Regions from separate parts of the Bos taurus genome. Here region 2 is linked to region 1. A link is a contact called in public Hi-C data. All regions are on one chromosome and are shown on one strand. The core of a region is the stretch at or near the end of the contact, and the rest is flanking DNA. Distances in the headings are between cores, read along the strand shown.

The links. Hi-C and Micro-C count contacts between places; a contact is called where the count stands out from the background.
Region 2: a contact with region 1 is called in a Hi-C map of liver, with 1.7 times the contacts expected there. The contact joins the enhancer-like site here to the promoter of CCDC158 in region 1. A contact is called at or near these places in 2 of 11 Hi-C or Micro-C datasets (liver and skeletal muscle).

The regions. Positions count from the first base shown.
Region 1 is chr6:91,307,667-91,311,677 of ARS-UCD2.0, reverse strand. It overlaps CCDC158 (coiled-coil domain containing 158), which reads left to right and starts at 1,790. Exons shown (of 23, transcript XM_059887788.1): 1 at 1,790-1,877.
Region 2 is chr6:91,368,935-91,373,405 of ARS-UCD2.0, reverse strand. All of the region lies in intron 1 of SHROOM3 (shroom family member 3), which reads right to left. Among named protein-coding and RNA genes, the nearest start is that of SHROOM3, 53 kb to the right of the region's middle. Within about 2 kb of position 1,930, at least 4 of the 102 cell types and tissues checked have an H3K27ac peak or open chromatin away from gene starts, as enhancers often do. A contact at or near this core is called in liver, where this site is marked.

The sequences.
Region 1 (4,011 bases), core at 541-3,040:
TCCGACTTTATCAATGAGGCCTTCTCAGACCACACATGAAATGGTACCTCCTCTCTCTAACCTCCATACCCTATCTCATCTACACTTATCCCCATCTGATATATTTGAATTTGTCTCTCTGTTCATTGCTCATCTTCTACAAGAGTGTAAACTCCATGAGGATAGGAGTTTTTTTGGTTCATGGCTGTATTTTCAACACCTTTGCATGTTGCATATCAGGTCTCTATGAATACACGTTCAAATGACTGGATGAATGGTATAGAAACTCTGGACTCCTTCCTTTACCTCTAAATTTTTTATTTTAAAAGCTAAGAATCTCTTTTAAATTCAGTATCAGAAACATACCATGAAGTAAAACTGTAAGGCACTTCAAATGAAAATAATTTTATAATAAAATTTTAATGTTCACACATATATGTGGGTTTAAATAGTTTTATAGTGTTCTAATAAACATATATCAATTAACAACTTCAAAAAGAATAAAAAAAGGAACTTTCTTGGTTCTTAGGGTCCAAATATAAACATGAGACATAAATGGAAATCACATATTAGGTAACTAAAACATTTTCTTGCCGTAAGAACAGTTGTGCTTTAACAGAATAAAAGTCTAAAACAAAAGAACTAAAAATTGCTTTCTGTCTAGCCACAAAATTTAAACCATTCACCCTTCCATTAAATACTCTCATTCCCTATTAAAATACTTGATTCTATATGCAAGACTGTCCAAGTCAATAAATTTATATTATAGGTACAATAAAAAGCGATCTTTTAGTGGTATTTAATACTAATTTTATGAAAATTTAAAACTACATTATGTAATGTAGGATTTATTAATATTTCCAACCAACTCACACATAAAAAGTTATTCGCTGGAGGTGTCCTCATAGTGCCACTGCTAATAGCATTAACGCTGACAGGTGGCATCCATCACACTCAGGCCCTTTCTGGATTTCTTCCATCCGAGCACTAATTTAGGCAGTACGGATAGGCTTAAGTGTGTAATCACAGTATATGATAAGTTCTATATATTACAGAGATGACGACAGAGCAACTGAATCACAGCGGAAGAAAACTCTCCGGAGGCGAGAGGGTCAGCTATTCTGAGTACACTTCTGAACCTTGCAAAACATTCCCAACAGAGGATCAGGATAAGCAAAGGCAGAGAGACAAAGGGGAATTGAGAGGTAGGTTGGGGCGGGAGGGGCCACTGTTGGAAGGAGGGCGGGAGGCCTGACTGGCAACGCCAATATTGACTTGATTCTTAGATTGTGAATACAGACAGGATTTATGCGGGTCGGTAAAGAATTGGGGAAAATCCTCTGTGGAACGACTTGGAGAATAGCCTGGGGCGTTCGGGTGATGGGGGGCAAGAGCAGGACATGGATACCGGTTAGGAGGCCGCAGATAAAGAGAATGGCTGTGAGTGGCAGAGAGTATAAGTTGGAAGCCCGAATAGGGGTCGCTTGTGGAGTAGGGCTGGCAGGATGTGATGCCAAGCAGCCCCCTTGGTCAGAGCTGCTAGTATGGAGACTCTGGGCGGGCGGGGGGTGGGGGAGAAATGGCTCTCGGTTGCCCGGGCGACGGCGTCTAGGGGCGGAGTCTGGGGCCAGAGACGGCCCCCACATGGTTAGTTCAGCATTCCCCCCGGTCCCCTCCCCACTCTCGGGCGAGGTGCCCAACGGTTGCCCCCGAGGCTCGCTTGGAGCCGGCAAGGCGCGAGCCGGAGCGCACGGGGAGCTGGCGCACGTGTGGGCGGGGCTCGGTCCTGCGTCGCCGCCGCCGCCGCCGCCGCCCAGTCGACGCAGGTGCGGCCGCCGCGCCCGCCGGCGCCCCCGCGGGGATGGGGCCGGTCTCTTAGGATGAGGCGTTGGTAGCAGGTACAAGGGCGGGCGCGACCGGGGGACCGGGTGAGGAGGTGGGTCGTTCGCCAGAGGCCCTGAGGCTGCGCATCTTCATTTCTGGAACCTTCCAGATCTTTTCGTTTGTTTTGCACATGGTGGATGCCCAATAAATTGTTTCTTTACCAGAAGGGACTGCCGTTGTTTTCAGGAATCACAAGACTTCCGGGGACTGTGGCTGAACTGTAGGACTAGAAATAACAGGATCCTGTTGTTGTTCCAACTTTACTGCTAACTCCTGTTCCTACCCAGCTTCTTTGGCAGACGTGGCGGAGGGGGGTGGGGTGGGGGTGGGGTGGAGGAATAGGGAAGACACACATAATGAGTAATGTGTAACCTTGGACAGTCTAATCCAAATGAGATTGTATTAAATGCTGTGCAAGGGCCCTCTCAGCTGGAACCCTGTCTATTAAGTGAGGAGTCTGGTTCTGCATCATTATTAGTATCTGTCAGAAACAGTGGGTTCTCAGATGAGTCCACCCGTCTCCCACAAAACTCTGCTCCCAGTCCCCACTGAGGCTGTTGTTCCGGGCTGAGTTCATGCGTCTTTATTTTTTTTCTTTTTTAAATTATGAAAGTATAATAACATTTACAGGAGACGTGGACAATACAGAACAAAATTAATACATAGTTCCACTGTATAATTATTTTTAAGTGGATAAATTACGATTTTTAGTCGGAGTTTCAGCATCAGTTTCAGAATCAAGCTCTCAAAAATTAATAGAATGAATAGAATAGCCAGAAAAATAGAAGGCTATAATAGACCTTGCTGCTGCTGCTGCTAAGTTGCTTCAGTCGTGTCCGACTCTGTGCGACCCCATAGATAGCAGCCCACCAGGCTCCGCCATCCCTGGGATTCTCCAGGCAAGAACACTGGAGTGGGTTGCCATTTCCTTCTCCAATGCATGAAAGTGAAAAGTGAAAGTGAAGTCGCTCAGTCATGCCGACCTTAGCAACCCCATGGACTGCAGCCTACCAGGCTTCTCCATCCATGGGATTTTCCAGGCAAGAGTACTGAAGTGGGGTGCCATTGCCTTCTCCGTAATAGACCTTAAGCCTTTATTTTTTAGGGCTCCAAAATCACTGCAGATGGTGATTGAAGCCATGAAATTAAAAGACGTTTATTCCTTGGAAGGAAAGTTAGACCAACCTGCTGCTGCTAAGTTATTTCAATCGTGTCCGACTCTGTGCGACCCCAAAGATGGCAGCCCACCAGGCTCCCCCGTCCTTGGGATTCTCCAGGCAAGAACACTGGAGTGGGTTGCCATTTCCTTCTCCAATTATGACCAACCTAGATAGCGTATTAAAAAGCAGAGACATTACTTTGAAACAAAGGTCCATCTAGTCAAGGCTATGGTTTTTCCAGTGGTCATGTATGGATGTGAGAGTTGGACTATGAAGAAAGCTGAGCACCGAAGAATTGATGCTTTTGAACTGTGGTGTTGGAGAAGACTCTTAAGAGTCCCTTGGACTGCAAGGAGATCCAACCAGTCCATTCTAAAGGAAATCAGTCCTGGGTGTTCATTGGAAGGACTGATGCTAAGCTGAAACTCCAATACTTTGGCCACCTCATGCAAAGAAGAGTTGACTCATTGGAAAAGACCCTGATGCTGGGAGGGATTGGGGGCAGGAGGAGAAGGGGATGACAGGATGAGATGGCTGGATGGCATCACCGACTCAATGGACATGAGTTTGAGTAAACTCCGGGAGTTGGTGATGGACAAGGAGGCCTGACATGCTGCGATTTATGGGGTCACAAAGAGTTGGACACGACTGAGCGACTGAACTGAACTGAACTGAAGAGCCCTGTGGTGTTCATGCATCTTGGTGTACTTTAAGAGCAAGGGAAAGTAGAAGAAAAGTGAAGTTGGTTGTTTCTCAGGGTCTTTTGACTGGCATCCACTTCTTGCTTCCTATGTAGACGCCTATTCAGGAAAGGAAGGCTCAGCACCTTCCACTGTCCCAGAACTCAGCGGGGCAGGACTGTTTACTCTGTGTAAAGTCATGGGGTGGAAGTGGGGGAGTGTGGGAGACGCCTGGTCCTCCCAGCTCTATTGTTTTTAGATTTATACAGTTATCTTTATTTGTCTTGTGGGTAAAATGGTTTTTCTGC
Region 2 (4,471 bases), core at 681-3,180, 62 kb before region 1:
AGCTGTGTGCCGTGTGCTTCTGGTTTTGTATCTAGGCTGCTGAGTGCTGAAGACAGTGATACCACAATATAGACGGTGCCACAGAAATATGGTCTCTCACCGAAGCTGACAATCAATGCTGCTCCTATTCCTCATGTGAGCCATACATGCCCACCATCAACATTCACCAGTCTTCTCAACCACCTTGTCTACTGTGTCTCCCACATCTCAGAAAATAAGAACCCACAATGCCAGAACCACATCAACTTCCTGCTTCTCCTCCAGCAGATGGGAGATACAGAGCCAGCGATGAATTCAAGTGCAAGTGACTTATTGAGACTTGTTTTGGGGAGAAACCTGTAAGGGAGTGAGGGAGGCAGGATGGCACAGATGTTAAGATGTGGTTCACTCTGACCTCTGTGCTCAGCCTGATTCTTCAGGCTGAAAATGCCACTCCTGGGCATTTTCTGCTCCTTTCAGCAGAAGGCAATTTACCCTGGAAGAGTACAGCAGGGAGCCGGACAATCAATGCTCCCAGTAGCTCAGGGTAGGGGAACACCAGTCCAATCAAGGGGACCTGGGCACGGGACCCACCACAGCTCCTCCAGCATCCAAGCCCACAGCCTTACCTACTTGTCTTCTCATTGCTGAACTTCTGTGTCACCCACCCCTCAACACACGTCTAACCCAGGTGAATTGTCACCACAGCTCTCATTACATGGTCAAACTCTAGTTTAACCATCAGCTTACTCATTTGATAAGCTTCCAGACAGTGGGGGCCATCCATTCTTCTCAGGATCCCTGGTGCCTAGTACACAGAAGAAAGCTGTCCTGAACAAAGGTTTTGGACTTGTTTGTGGTTCTAATAACAGGCATTTCAATCAGGTAGGTGGTAAGAGTTTGTTGTTGTATTTTTTTGTTTGTTTTTTGTTTTTAAAAAGAGCCTTTTATCAATCAGATTGCATAGATGACAAACTTCAGCAGCCGCTTCAGATAGTTAGGGAGTTTGGGATGGACATGTACACATTACTGTATTTAAAATGGATAATGAACAAGGAGTTACTGTATAGCACAGGGAATTCTGTTCAATGTTATGTGGCAGCTGGATGGGAGGAGAGTTTGGGATAGAATGGATACATGTATAGATAAGGCTGAGTCCCTTTGCTATGCACCTGAAATTATCACAACATTGTTAATCAGTTATATTCCAAAATAAGATAAAAAGTTAAAAAGAAAGAAGTGGCCTTGAGCCATGACCTTCATTTGCCTAATTTTCTGCCTGGCATTTTGGGTCTCAAAGGCCATAACACAAGTACCACTGAGAGCACCACACAGAGGGCCCCCCAAAGGGCCCCTACAGCACCCAGCCTCAGGATAAAAAACCAAGAAGCCAGGGTGTGTGGCTGCTCCCCTTGTGCAATGATGGGGGACATCCCCTCATCATGAGACTCCCACCCCAGCCACTTCTTACACCACGTGTATGGCAGTCTCAGCGTGTTTTTTCCCTATTCATCCTCTTGCTACTTTTAACATCAGGGCCCTGAAATGCTTACCATCTAGGAGAAGGCGCCTCCATTTCTCCCGCCCAGCGGTCCTCTCACTTCATGGGAAAGCATGATTACCCGACCCAGAGGTGTTAAGTGATCTTGCTTGACAAACTGGAACAAACCGGCAGTGCACAACGCTGATTCGGCCTCTGCAGTGCTACAGGCAGCCAGCCACACACGGGATCAAAACCCAAGGGCAGTGCGTACGTCTCCCGTCCAGGTCTCCCTGCTGCGCTCCAGGAGGGGCCGAAGACCCTCAGCTGGGACTAGGCACATGTGGAAAGGGGCAGTGCTGCCTATGGCCTGGACCCCACCACGACTGGAGTCGTGTTACTGTGCTGAGATGTTCCCACGTAGATCAGCAGGCCTGATCCAGACACTCAGTGGGACCCTGGCTCACATGTGCCTGAGTGTACATGTGTAGGGAGGGGGTGGGATCTTCCCCTGTTCCAGAGATGTCCTTGGACTTCCCCTGGCATGTGTGCTGTGTTTCAGTAAAGAGTGACTGATCATCCACCTGTCAAAACCAAAGCCAACGAAACAAAACAAAACCAAACCACCCCAGTTGCAATCCTCTTTATCTGTTGTGAAGAGACACGCCATGTGGGTTAAAGGTGTACAGACAACTGAAGGATAAATATGAACAAAATTCAAAAAGGCCCCAAAATTTAGAAGTGGGCTTGAGAAATTTGGCAATCATTTTTCTATTGAGAAAGAGCTAGTCCACAAGGGAGGAAAAAAATCAATCCAGGCCACACACCAGCAGAAATCAATTTAATTAGGGAGGGGGCGGTGAGCACAGAGAATGAGAAAAATAAACCAAGGTCTACCCACACATTTCAAAAATTCAGAACAAGGACCATAAAAAGGATGACATGACCACAGCCTGCAACAAAACAGTGAATAGTTTCATTTTCATGAAAACCAATTAAGGTGAAAAAGGGAAAGGAGGTTGCAGAGATGGTCAAGCTCTCGCACCCTGGCTGAACCCACTCAGCCCCTGGCCAGGACAGCAGATCTGTCAAGCCCACTGGAGCTCTCCTGGAGCTCTTTCTTCATCCTCTCCTGAGTAATTTAGGCTGATGTCATTACCATCAGTGACTTGTGCAAAATTCGAGTTGCCAGATTTAAGACAATCCAAATACGATTCCCAGTTAAATTTGAATTTAAAATAAGATAATAGATGTATTTTTTAGCAGAAGTATGTCCCATGTAATAGTTGGGACATACTTATACTAAAAAATGAAATAAAATTCTTGTTTACCTGAAATTCAAATTTAAGTGTCTTGTATTTTATCTGGCATCTCCACCCAGAATCCTACCATCAGAACCAAATTGTATTGGTATTATGCATGCTAAGTTGCTTCAGGTGTGTCTGACTCTTTGCAACCCTATGGACTGTAGCCCACCAGGTTCCTCTATCTGTGGGGTTTTCCAGGCAATAATACTGGAGTGGATTGCCATTTCCTTCTCCAGGGGATCTTCCCGGCCCAGGAATCAAACTTGCATCTCCTGCACTGGCAGGCAAATTCTTTACCACTAGCGCCATCTGGGAAGTACTTCTAGCAAAATTCTTACATAGAATGTGACCTAAATAGTAGAAACCCTAAGCTCCTGTGGACAGGATCTTACACAAGATTTAATCAAATATTGGGTTGGCCAAAATGTTCGTACCATAAAACTCAAACGAACTTTTTGGCCAACCCAAAATTTTCATTGACAAATATGGGAGCTTGGAAACATTAAACGAGATTCCCTCTTGGGAGGCAGAATCAAGACGAGAATCCATGTGGCCTGTTTTTCTCCCTCCTTCCTCTCTGACAAGAATTTTCTTTTCATAAACTTTATATATAACACAAAAGCTTCAGGGACTAAATGGTGAAGTGGATACTAAATTCTAAAATAATTTTGTAAAGTTGAAACAAATAAAATGAGTCAAGAGTATAATAAAGAAAGGGTTAGGCTTTGTGAAATCTAACTTTATAATGTACCTTTTGAATCTTATTTTGAAAGTCTGCAATCAATTACTTTTCAATCAGTCAGTCACCCAGACCTTCCGAATGCACACTTGGTCCAATTCAAAAGCTCCACAAAACAGGCTGAGTCTCTTCAGCACATCCATCACTGGGCTAAAAATGCCTGCCTGCCAGCAGACGCCTTCCAGCAGACACCAGCCAACGCAAGGAAGGTGGGAGGAAGCGAATGAAAAGAGCAGCAGCTCTGAAAGAAGAAAATGTTTCCTTTGCCCAGTGTGTATCTAGGGGCTGGGGGATGCTTCCATTTACTAAGGAGCCCTGTTGTCATTTGAGAAGCACATTTTAATGCTGAAACCTAACAGGGACTCTCACCTAGCAGCAAACTGGGTCCTAGATCTAGGCCAGGCTCTTTGATCTTTAGAGACCTTTTCGTTAAAGAGCCCTCATTTTTTAGGAATGAGATCTAAAGTGCATTCTCCTTTTTAGGAACTCCCACAGTTTTAAAGGCTTCAGTGGACAATTCTGATGTTCACTCACCATATGGTGTTTTCCCAAAATTAATGTCCAAAGGAGAAAGTACAGCCAAGCTTGGATCCCAAGGTCATCCACGACCTGCATAAAGTCTGTATCAGTTTGGATACTTGCCTATCAATAACAAAACACCCACTTAAAAGCGGCTTGAATGATGTGCTTGTTTTTGTTTTCCCACATGATAAGTCCAGAGATGGATGGTCCTGGTGTTGTTTCAGGACCTCCCCAGTGTTGGGGCCCTGGGTCAACTTTCCACCTATTTTCTCCACCTGTGCCTCAATACTACAAGATGGCTACAGCAGCTCCCTGTAAGATAACCTTGTGCTTGAAATCCAAAACAGAAAGAGATTTTACTTACTAGATTTTTTTTATCACCAAAGAGAAAAATCTTTCTTCAAAACCCCCAGCAGGTATCCACTTGTGTCCCATGACCAAAGC